2 separate regions of the Mus musculus genome follow, and region 1 is linked to region 2. A link is a contact called in public Hi-C data. All regions are on one chromosome and are shown on one strand. Each heading gives the region's core, a stretch centred on a gene start, on an enhancer-like site or on the middle of the called end of the contact. The rest is flanking DNA. Distances are from core to core; before and after follow the strand shown. Region 1 overlaps Gse1 (genetic suppressor element 1, coiled-coil protein). Region 2 has its middle 38 kb from the start of Gm32968.

The links. A called contact is a pair of places that touch in the nucleus more often than the background predicts.
Region 1: a Hi-C map of cerebral cortex shows a contact between it and region 2, with 3 times the contacts expected there. The contact joins two enhancer-like sites. A contact is called at or near these places in 2 of 15 datasets of contacts at CTCF or cohesin (the NIH/3T3 cell line and stem cell-derived epiblast-like cells), 4 of 484 Hi-C or Micro-C datasets (the MC3T3-E1 cell line, cerebral cortex, stem cell-derived motor neurons and 1 more), 16 of 115 datasets of contacts at active chromatin or transcription factors (VIP interneurons, cardiomyocytes, craniofacial prominence and 13 more) and 3 of 9 other capture datasets (embryonic stem cells, embryonic trunk and liver).

Annotation. Positions count from the first base shown.
Region 1 is chr8:120,554,696-120,559,552 of GRCm38.p6, reverse strand. All of the region lies in intron 2 of Gse1 (genetic suppressor element 1, coiled-coil protein), which reads right to left. Among named protein-coding and RNA genes, the nearest start is that of Mir7687, 18 kb to the right of the region's middle. Within about 2 kb of position 1,827, at least 47 of the 459 cell types and tissues checked have an H3K27ac peak or open chromatin away from gene starts, as enhancers often do. A contact at or near this core is called in cerebral cortex and forebrain, where this site is marked.
Region 2 is chr8:120,287,143-120,291,976 of GRCm38.p6, reverse strand. It overlaps a transcript of Gse1 not described here. Among named protein-coding and RNA genes, the nearest start is that of Gm32968, 38 kb to the left of the region's middle. Within about 2 kb of position 3,581, at least 75 of the 459 cell types and tissues checked have an H3K27ac peak or open chromatin away from gene starts, as enhancers often do. A contact at or near this core is called in cerebral cortex and forebrain, where this site is marked.

The DNA of each region.
Region 1 (4,857 bases), core at 578-3,077, 270 kb before region 2:
GCTGGTGCAGATATGAACTGCTGAACAACACCTGCAATGGCCCCTTTCCCTGAATATGTCAGTTGAATATGTGCATGTCAGTTCGAGCACGCAAGATGATTTCAGGTGCTTTCCTTAACGGCTCTCCCTGTATTTACTGACTCTCTCACTGAACCCGGAGCTTGACTGGTGTGACCAGCTTAGCAAGGGGGGGGGGGGTGGTCCTTCCACCTCTGCCTCCCCCACACAGGTTCTAGAGATCTGAACTCAGGTCTGGATCTCTGCACAGCAGGTACTCTTATCTGACATCCCTGCTGGGAGAAGTGGTCCCACATCTCAGGGCTGTCCCTCTTGTCCCTGCAGACTCAAGCGACTCCCACCAGTTAGTTGTGGGGGTGGGTGTTAAGAAACAAGAAATAAACCCAACCAACACTACATCCCAACCACTGCCCGGGCACCATGAGGAACTGGCAGCGAAGGGGACCTAGGACCAAGGGCACAGTGACAAACACCAGGCAGGGAAGTGCTCTGGAGCCCCCAGAGTGTAGCACAAATAGCCAGGCGTGCAGCAGGAAGTTCCAGCAGAGGTATCCGCCATGATATGCAGCTTTGAGGAGACAGTGAAACTGAACCACGGGGTGGCCATATGCTGCCGGACAGGACTCTTCTCCTGCTCTGCCAGTGTGTCTTCACGCATGTCACAGGTCTGGAGGCTGGGTGGCCTCAGTGTCCATCCGCGAGGGAACGGGGCTGGTGGCGGTGCCGTTAAACCCCAGTCAGCAGTCAGGAAGGGGCTGTGACTTGAGAGAAACTAACTTTCCAGTAACACCTGTTGGGCAAAGAACGTGCCGTGACCAACCACAGCACCAGTCCTGAGAACTGAGGCTGGCAGGAGCCAGTGAGGATCCCTTGGAGCTGAGCTCTGTCCCACTGCCACTGCCGTGTTAGGACACTATGAAGATTGTGTGGGGGTGGGCGTGGGATGGGGGATAGAAAGAGGAAGGAAGGAGAGGTGGTAAGAGGGGTGGAGAAGGAAGGACCATCATCCTGATGTCCATACACCCTGCTCACCTCCTGTCACCTCAGGGCCAGCTGTGGCTCTGGACTCTGGGTGGTTCTCCCTCCCCATCCTGGTCTCTCTCCTCCACAATAGCTAGCCCCGCTGCTCACACCTGAGACACAGGCAGATGGGGCTCCAGACACCCCGCGAAGATGCCTCCACCTTGCCAGCTGTAGACTGACAGGCAGGCAGGCAGGCAGGCAGGCAGGCCATTTGTTTGGTTGTTTTCTTTGAAAGAGGCAGATTTCCAAGGAGATGAACCCAGGGTGTGTTTCAGCCTGCACCCAGCCCACCCTGTAGCAGACATGCAGGCGGGGGGGGGGGGGGGGCTGCTTGGACTCAAACCCAGAGGGATGGTCCCCAGCCTCTGCCTCTCAGGGGCTGGGTGGGTTTCATCCACCACCCATGGTAACTTGACGCCCCTTGGTTACAGGGCCGGCAGGTGGCAAAGATTTCCGGAAAGTTCAGAGCACTAGGGATGTCTAATCAGAAGCTTAAAAGCTCTAAGCTACCCTTGTCCCCACAGGTGACAAAGTGGCGAATAGCCAGGTATAAGGCGGCTCTTCCCCCATGTGCTTCCTGGGAAACAGGGGGCCCAAGGCCCCGGGTGTACTGGAACTGAGGGTACACACAGCTCTGGTGCTGTGTGGGTCTTCTACCGATCAGCCAGGGACATGTGGGCTACCGTCGCACCCCCACCCCCCTCGGCAGACGGCACCAGGGCCCCGTGGGAGATGAGCAGATTGCCACACAGCTTGGGCCCTGCCTGGCAGCAGCACCCAGCTTCATCTCGCACAGGTGGGGGCTGTGGCGGGGACTCTTACAGCTTGCTCTCACAGAGGCCAAAGAGCCTCTCTGCTCTGAGAACCTCAGATGGGGCCAGGCTGGTGGTGGCTTGAGACGTGGCTCTGGGTGTAAGATCCCAGAAGCTCCCAGTACCCCTTTACTCAAAGTAACTTAACTAAGCCCACTGAGCAATCTGGGGGACCCTTGCCTTCAAGGCAGCTGGGCTAATGTCACAGAAAGACAGAAACACCCCCGTCCCCCCCACCCCCCACCAGGGCAGCATGATAGACAGGGCTGGTAGGAGTGCTCAACACCCGCCAAGCTGGGCTCCCAGCACAGGGAAAGATGGAATCTTAAAGAGGCTTAAGGGCCTCTGGGGGGAGGGGCAGCGCTACTTGGAGGAAAGACTGGATCCTAGCCTCTACAAAGACTGGAGCTACAATGTTGCCAGCCACACGTGGATGGAGGCAGCTTCAGGACAGCTGAGCACCCTGGGGACATTATTCAGAGTCCACAGTAATAGTAGTAACTTAAGAAGCCAGGGCAGGACAGACCCAGGGGTCCAGCCTGGGGGCTGGGCTGGATCCACAGCCCAATGCTCCTTCCAGAAACCAGGGTAGAAGTCAGGGTGCTCCCCCCCGCCCTCCATCCTCCTTGGAAGCCCACCCACTGCACCACTGGCAGGCCACAGTGGGCCAAGCAGCTACCTAGGCTTGGCCAGGCTGGGACCACAGCAGTGGGGACCCACAATGGCTGACCCTGGGTGTTGCCAAGTTTAGGGAGTTGGGGTGGGGTGGGGCATAAACAGGGACAACAGGATTAGAAAATGGCGGTGGGGACAATTGGGGAAGCCCCAGCGACAGCACTTGGGAAGGCAGTTATGGGGGCCGCACTTAATTACGTGATCTGTGTTCCGTTCTGTATGCTATCACTAGATCAACAGACTGCCAGTGGTGGCCTGCTGGCCCTGGGCAAAAGCTGAGGCTCAGACTGTTAAGCCAACACACCAGGGCACAGCAAGTGATTAAAAGTGCCAGGATGTGTACTGGGCCTGGCCCGGTGAATCCCAGCGTCTTCTGGCAAAACCTTGGCCTTGCCTTAACTACGACTACCACATGGGATGGGGCCCACAGCCTGGGATATCCCCTGTGGGGCCCACAGAGGTCTTGGGAGGGGCTAGCTTCTCTTCCCTCCCCCTCTGCCTTTCTCTGGCGGGGAGGGGGCAGAGCAAATGAGGCGGCATGCTGATTGCGTTGTCTGGATTGAATTTTTCAACTGCACCCCTGAGACACCATGAAGAGAGACGTCGGCAGCAGAAGCCTAGGCGAGCCCAGTCAGATAGCTAAAAATACAACTGTTTCCAGGAAGGGTGGGCACGGGGCAGAGCCTCAGGGACGGAGGGGACACAGAGCGAGGCCCCTGCGGGGTGACAGCAGCAGTTCTGGAGGACACCCCACCTTCACTCCAGAGCCTTCTTACCTGCTGGGGTGGGCTGAGAGCCACCACGGGCTCTCAGGCGCGGCAGCTCAGATGCCTGTCCTGTGGGGGCCTAAGAACATGAGCCTGGAATTGCCTGGGACACAGACAGACTGGAGAGTCAGGGAATGAAGAGCCACAGCTAGATACCAGGTAGGTGCTGGGCCCAGAGAGGGTGCCTGTCCCACCTGCCTCCCCATGTGACTAGCATGGCTTGCACAGTGGGGTCAAAGGATGGAGCAACAAGACAGGGAATCATGGGGGGGGGGGGGGAGGCCAGAAAAGGGTAACCCTGCGGGGGATACAAAACATGTTCTGGATTGCTAGAGAGGATGTGTGCTAAAAGCTGCATGTGTAATCAAAGCTGAGTGGGAATGGCTTATCCGGCTCAGGGGTGGCACTTGCATGCACGCGCAAGGCCCTGGGTTTGCTCCCCGGCACTCTGTGAGTTGGGTACGTCCATCACCCAGTAACCAGAAATTGAAGGTCACCCTCAGCTACACACAGTCCCAGGCTAACCTGGGCTGCAAGACACCTGATCTCAAGAAAATATTGAACCCGGGTGGTAGTGGCACACGCCTTTAATCCCGGGACTGAGGGGGGGGACGGGGGATGGGGGAGCAAGAGGCAGGCAGATCTCTGATGGTGAGGCCAGCCTGGTCTACGAAGTGAAATCCAGGACAGCCAGGGCTACACAGAGAAACCCTCTCAGAAAAAAAACAAAAAAACAAAAACAAATAAACAGCCCTCCCCCTCCCCCCAACTTAAGATATGGCTTGTGGAATGAAGTATTCTGGAACTGGCAACCCACAGCCGGGGAGGCCAATCCAGCTCTCCACAGCTCTCCACAGCCAAGCCCCTGCACCACACTGGTGCTCGCTGAACAAGAAAGCAGCTCCCTCCTTCCGGGGCCACGTGCTTGAAATTCCTAGTTCCAACTGTCCAAGTCCTCTCAGGGGACAGGAGGATGCGCTCCCGGGACCCTGGTCTCACAACACGACCCCTCCGCGCAGTAGCTTTAGTATCCGTACAACATGTCACCTCAGCAACACCAGGTCCAAACCGAGGTGACAGAGAATCACTACCAGTCCTGGCGACACAGACGAGAACCTGAAGACTAGCGGGGTGGGCCTTAACTTCGCTGCGCTGCCAAGACACCCAGTTTCCAGTAAGGTAGCAGACGAGGGCCCAGGCCCAGCTGGACACCAGTGTCAGGATGTCCCAGGGTCCCCAAGCTACCCTGTATCCACAGACACTAAGCATCGCAAGCCCCAAGTCCCCATCTGCACATGGGGAAGACTCAGGAGACAGGCTGGCGGAGAGAAGCCTCGGCCAGCGGCACGGCCAGCCCCATCTCCTTGTCCCGGTGTGGCACAAAGTTCCTGGGCATCAGATGCCCAGGTCACAGCCAAGAAGCGACAGGCGCGGTGGATAATGCACCTGTTGTTCAGAATCGACCGTGTTTCCATTCACCGCAGCCTCTGGTACTCGGCCCGACCAGTTGGCCCCAGGATTTTGCAGGACAATGGGAGAGCCCAGGATGGCATAGGTGGGCA
Region 2 (4,834 bases), core at 2,332-4,831:
CCTGTCACAGGCATCCCACTGCAGGTCATCCTGCTGGGAGACCGGGGAGCAAACTTAAGGCCCACCTCTGTCTCTCTGCCCTTCCCTAAAGTGGCTGAGGCAGTCCTCGCTCCTGGCCAGGCCTCCCTGCTGCGCCATGTACATTGCGCCCAGCTCCTCAGCCAAGGCCCTCACTCCATCTGTTCTGTAACCAAGCAAAGGAGGCGCAGGAGGAGAGGAGGGCCCACGGTTCCCCGGGCACCCATGGCTACCCTGCCCAGCTGGGGCTGGAGAGGACAGCTCCTGACGCTTTAGGGACAGGACCTGACTCCAGTCTCTTCTTCTGTATTGATGAAGACAGTCTACAAGATGCTTGCCCGGGACGCCATTTTGTTCATCTTTTAAGGCTTACTAACTGTCTTGGTCAGGGTTTCAATTCCTGCATCATGACCAAGAAGCAAGTTGGAGAGGAAAGGGTTTATTCAGCTTACACTTTCCACACTGCTGTTTATCACCAAATAAAGTCAGGACTGGAACTCAAGCAGGTCAGGAAGCAGGAGCTGATGCAGAGGCCATGGAGGGATGTTCTTTACTGGCTTGCTTCTCCTGGCTTGCTCACCTTGCTCTCTTATAGAACCCAGGACCACCAGGCCAGGGATGGTACCACCCACAAGGGGCTCTCCCCCCTTGATCACTAATTGAGAAAATGCCTTACAGCTGGATCTAATGGAGGCATTTCCTCAAGGGAGGCTCCTTTCTCTGTGATAACCCAGCTTGTGTCAAGTTGACACACAAAAGCAGTCAGTATACTAACCAACTTATAAATGCATACAAAACCAGTCACATCATGTGCTGTGTCTGAGACCTGGATTTAAAAACAAAAACAAAAAAACCAAAACAACAAACAAAAAACAAAAAACACAAATAAGCTCCCAACACTGACTGTTCCAGAACACTCTTTTCAAACTCTAAAACTAACATAGAAACTACCTGCCTTGCATCGCTGACTTCCCCCTGTCCTGCCCACACCAGACCAAAGACCTACATGCCCAAGAGCGGAGCCAGCTAGTAGTACGCCCGTTAACAGCAGACTGTTCTAGATCAGCACTATCCAAGGCAGCAGCCGTTGCCACCACCACTGCCAGCCACCCGTGGATAAAGGGGCACTTGAAACTCAGCGGTACAACTCAGAGCTGAGGTTTGCCATCGCGTGTCATTTAAGCAGAGCGATGCTTGCCTAGCACAGCGGGCGACACCTTGGCTTCTGCTCCTAGCACTGCAAATACTCCTAAAGATTTTAAATAAACCCTCACGGCCACACAGTGGCTGGAGGCCTCTGCTGACCGGAATCTCTTGAAAAGAAAACCTTTATCGACTGGTGTGAGCCTGCCCTGAGGCCAGAGGAGGGTGAGTGGTGGACAGAGGCCGGGGCTGAGCACACAGGTGAGCACACAGAGGTGCGGTTGGGCTGGCGAGCTCCTCCAGGTGCACAGCATCCCTGCAGGTTCCAGGCTGCTTGTAGGCACTATGGAAGATGCAGAGCCTTAGGCTATGCAGAGGTGGAACCAGCTGTGGGCTGTTTCTCTCCTTGAAGCCAGTTGTTCTAGTCCCCTAGAGGTGACAGATCTCCCTTCCAGGAGGAGCCTACATCATTTTTTACCTGTGACACCCTCTACCTTTGAGAGCTTTCACCAGGATAAGCCCCTGCAGTCCCAGAGTGTTTGCAAGGAGGGTGGTGGTGCCTTTTTTTTTTTCTTTCTAACTTTTGGGTGGGGGGAGGGGAACAGATAAGCTCAGAGACTAGCCTGAGGTCACACAAGATGGAAAAGCAATGTTGGTATCATGCCAGCCCCAGAGGAGACCAAGGCTAGGAGGATTGTCCTCGGGTCAGTGGGGCTCCGCCCACCAGTGTACACTGTGCTAGACCTTCAGGCCTTTGGCTCTCAGGTCTCTGGAAGGGCTGAGAGGCCCTTGGGAGGTGCTGACAGGAGCCTGGGCTTCTGCCACTCCCTCCATCCCGGCTGGCTTCTCACTCCCGCTGCGCTGGGAGCTGGCAGCCACCAACTGTTGCAGCCTCTCCCGCTCTCCCTGCCCATCTGCTCGGTGTTGGATCTAAGGCAGCGGGGCCCTGGAGAGCTGCTGCAGGGGCTGCTGCTCCTACCCTCCCTTCACTCAGCCTGGGGTTAACAGGGGACACGGGACTCAGCTCATGGCAAACAGTCTGATGAGCAGAGCAAGCCAGATGCCCCGCTACCTCCAGCTGTGACTGGATGGTCCCTTCCCTTGGTCTTGGCAGCCATTATGTGTGACAAGGTCACAGTGTGTGCCCTGAATGTAACTGGCTCTAGGGCCAGGCCCAGGGCCCAGCCAGGCTCATCTCCCACCCCCTCCAGGCCAGTTCCCCCGTTCAGCCTGTCCCACCACCAGAACCACCCATCAGGCCGTCCCCCTGGCTAGACCAATGGTCCCCAACCAGGCTCTCACCCCCAGATTCTCTGACCACACAGCATCTGACCCACCCACCTGCCCTGCTGCCTGAGTAGCAATTTCTCCTGTCATCTGTTCTATGGCTGACTTAGAACCAGAACAAACAGGCTGGGGATGATGCAAGAACGAGGTGATCTCAAGGCACGGCTTCCCTGGCTGGTGACAATTCAGAACTGTGACCTTGAAACACACGATTCACAACTCCAACTCTGAGGGCCTGGGTTCTCGTTTCCTACGTGGCCGCCATTCTGAGGACACAGAATACACTAAGGACCCACTATGTATGTGAAGGGCCAAGCCTGAGCAGCTAAAAGAGCCACATCTTCAGGGATCCCGGCCTACAGTGGTGTTGGGGCAGGCAGCCCAGACAAACTTCCGAGAAGAGAAAGGTGAGTCCTCAGAGGTAGGAGGGGAGAGCCTCAATGGGCACCCATCTTGCTCCCTGCGACCCAAGCCAATTAACATGACTTCTTGAACCCCATGGAAGATGTAGCCTGTAGCGGGGTGGTTAGCGGGTGAGCTAAGGCCTGGCTTGTTGTAGGTAGTGTAAGGGTGATGGTACAGAAGCACCCACAAGCCACCTCCGTCTCCTCATCCTCCATGCCCCACCCACCATGGAAAACTGGCCCGTGCTTACCCTGGATCTAGCCTTCACTGCAACCTTATCCTGCACTCTGGCTGCCTACATCCTCCTTGATTGACAGAGCCGGGGCCAGCTGGCCTCCGCTCACTTTAGGCCTGTGCTCAGCAGAGCCTTCAGCAAGGAGCACCCTCCCTGCCTGCTCCTTCCCCCTCAGGGCTCTGGAGCTCTGTTATCAGCAGGAACCCTTGCAGGGTTCTCACAGCCTGGACGCCCTCTGGTGGCAAATGCACACCAGGCCATTCTTGACTTAAGCTCCCAGCCTCTGTTGTCCCCACTGCATGAAATGAAGCACACAGTAGGTACTGCAGACAGCAGAGGCGGCGGCAGCCCTGACCCCCGACCCCCAAGACTCCATCCCAAGTCCCAGAATCCACTGAGTGCTGAAATTCTGCCAGGCCCCCAGGGGACAGAGCCATCTAGTGGGCAGCTGGGCATATCCTGTCACCCTGAGGCCCCAGTAGTTCCCAAATGGGGATAGAGTGACTCTAGGAAGAACAGAGGAGCATACAGATCAGGCAGGCTCCACGGGCCCGCTCCGCTCTATGGTGGGCGGGCGTGTGCCTCCGCGGGCAGCATGTTCCTGAAGCATATGCTCACCATACGCTCGACCGCCACGGCATCCCCGGTGCTTAGTACAGCCTGCTGGCGGAAGCAGGCCTCTGCCTGGAGCCTCCTCACCTTAGCAAGGAGCATCTGGGGACCGAGGCTGGGGTGTCACCTATCCCTACTCTGTGCAGCATCTGCTCTACCAAGGCCCTGCAAAGGAAGTGGCCTGGGAGCCCACGTCATAGTCATAGGCGACATCGACTGAGGCTCAGAGAGGCTCAGCACAGAGTTAGAGGTGCACAGCGTGCAGGGACTCTGGGCCTCATGGCTTCCACTGCTCCTGTTATGTCTGTCACTTGGGAAGAGGAGGGCTGTGGCTGGGACACAGCTCTGCAGAATGACCCCCATGGCCACAGAGCTTCACGAGCCCCTCCTATCCCACACTCATCAAAACCGTCAGGTCATGTGGGGACCCTTGGCCTATCACTGACAATCTTCCCAAACTGGGTTCTGCAGAGCCCTGGAATCCACAGGCAGGCTTGGGATTTGCCCAAGGGGTAAGGGGGAAATGGAACAGAGGCTGGACTCATAAACCAGAGCGAGCCTGCCCAAGACAAGTCTCTAAGTGGCAGAGAAGAGAACATTCCAGAGCAGAATTCTAGCCTTCCTAATGCTGCAACCCTTTCTAGACACTTCTCCATGTGATGAAGACACCCCCCGCCCCAACCATAAAATTCATTCATTGTTCCTTGATGACTGTAATTGTGCTACTGGTATGAGTCATAAGTTGGGTGTTGGTGCTGCACACGCCTTTAACCCCAGCACTCAGGAGGCAGAGGCAGGTGGATCTCTCAGAGTTCAAAGTCAGTTTGGTCTACAGAGAGTTCCAGGGCAGCTAAGGCTACACAGAGAAACCCTGTCTCAAAACAAAAACGATCAATACATAATGTAGATATTGGATATGCGGTATGATCTCGGGCCACCAGTGAAAGGAGTTGGGACCCACAGGTTGAGAACCTCTGTCTACAACTTCACACCTTGAAGGAGGAATATTAACAATGCCCCGGGATGGGGATATGGCTCAGCAGGCACAGTGGCTGTCCAGCACACACAACCAGGTGTGGTCATGCACATCTGAAATCTCCACACTCGGGAGGTGGAGGCAAGAGGTTCAAGAAT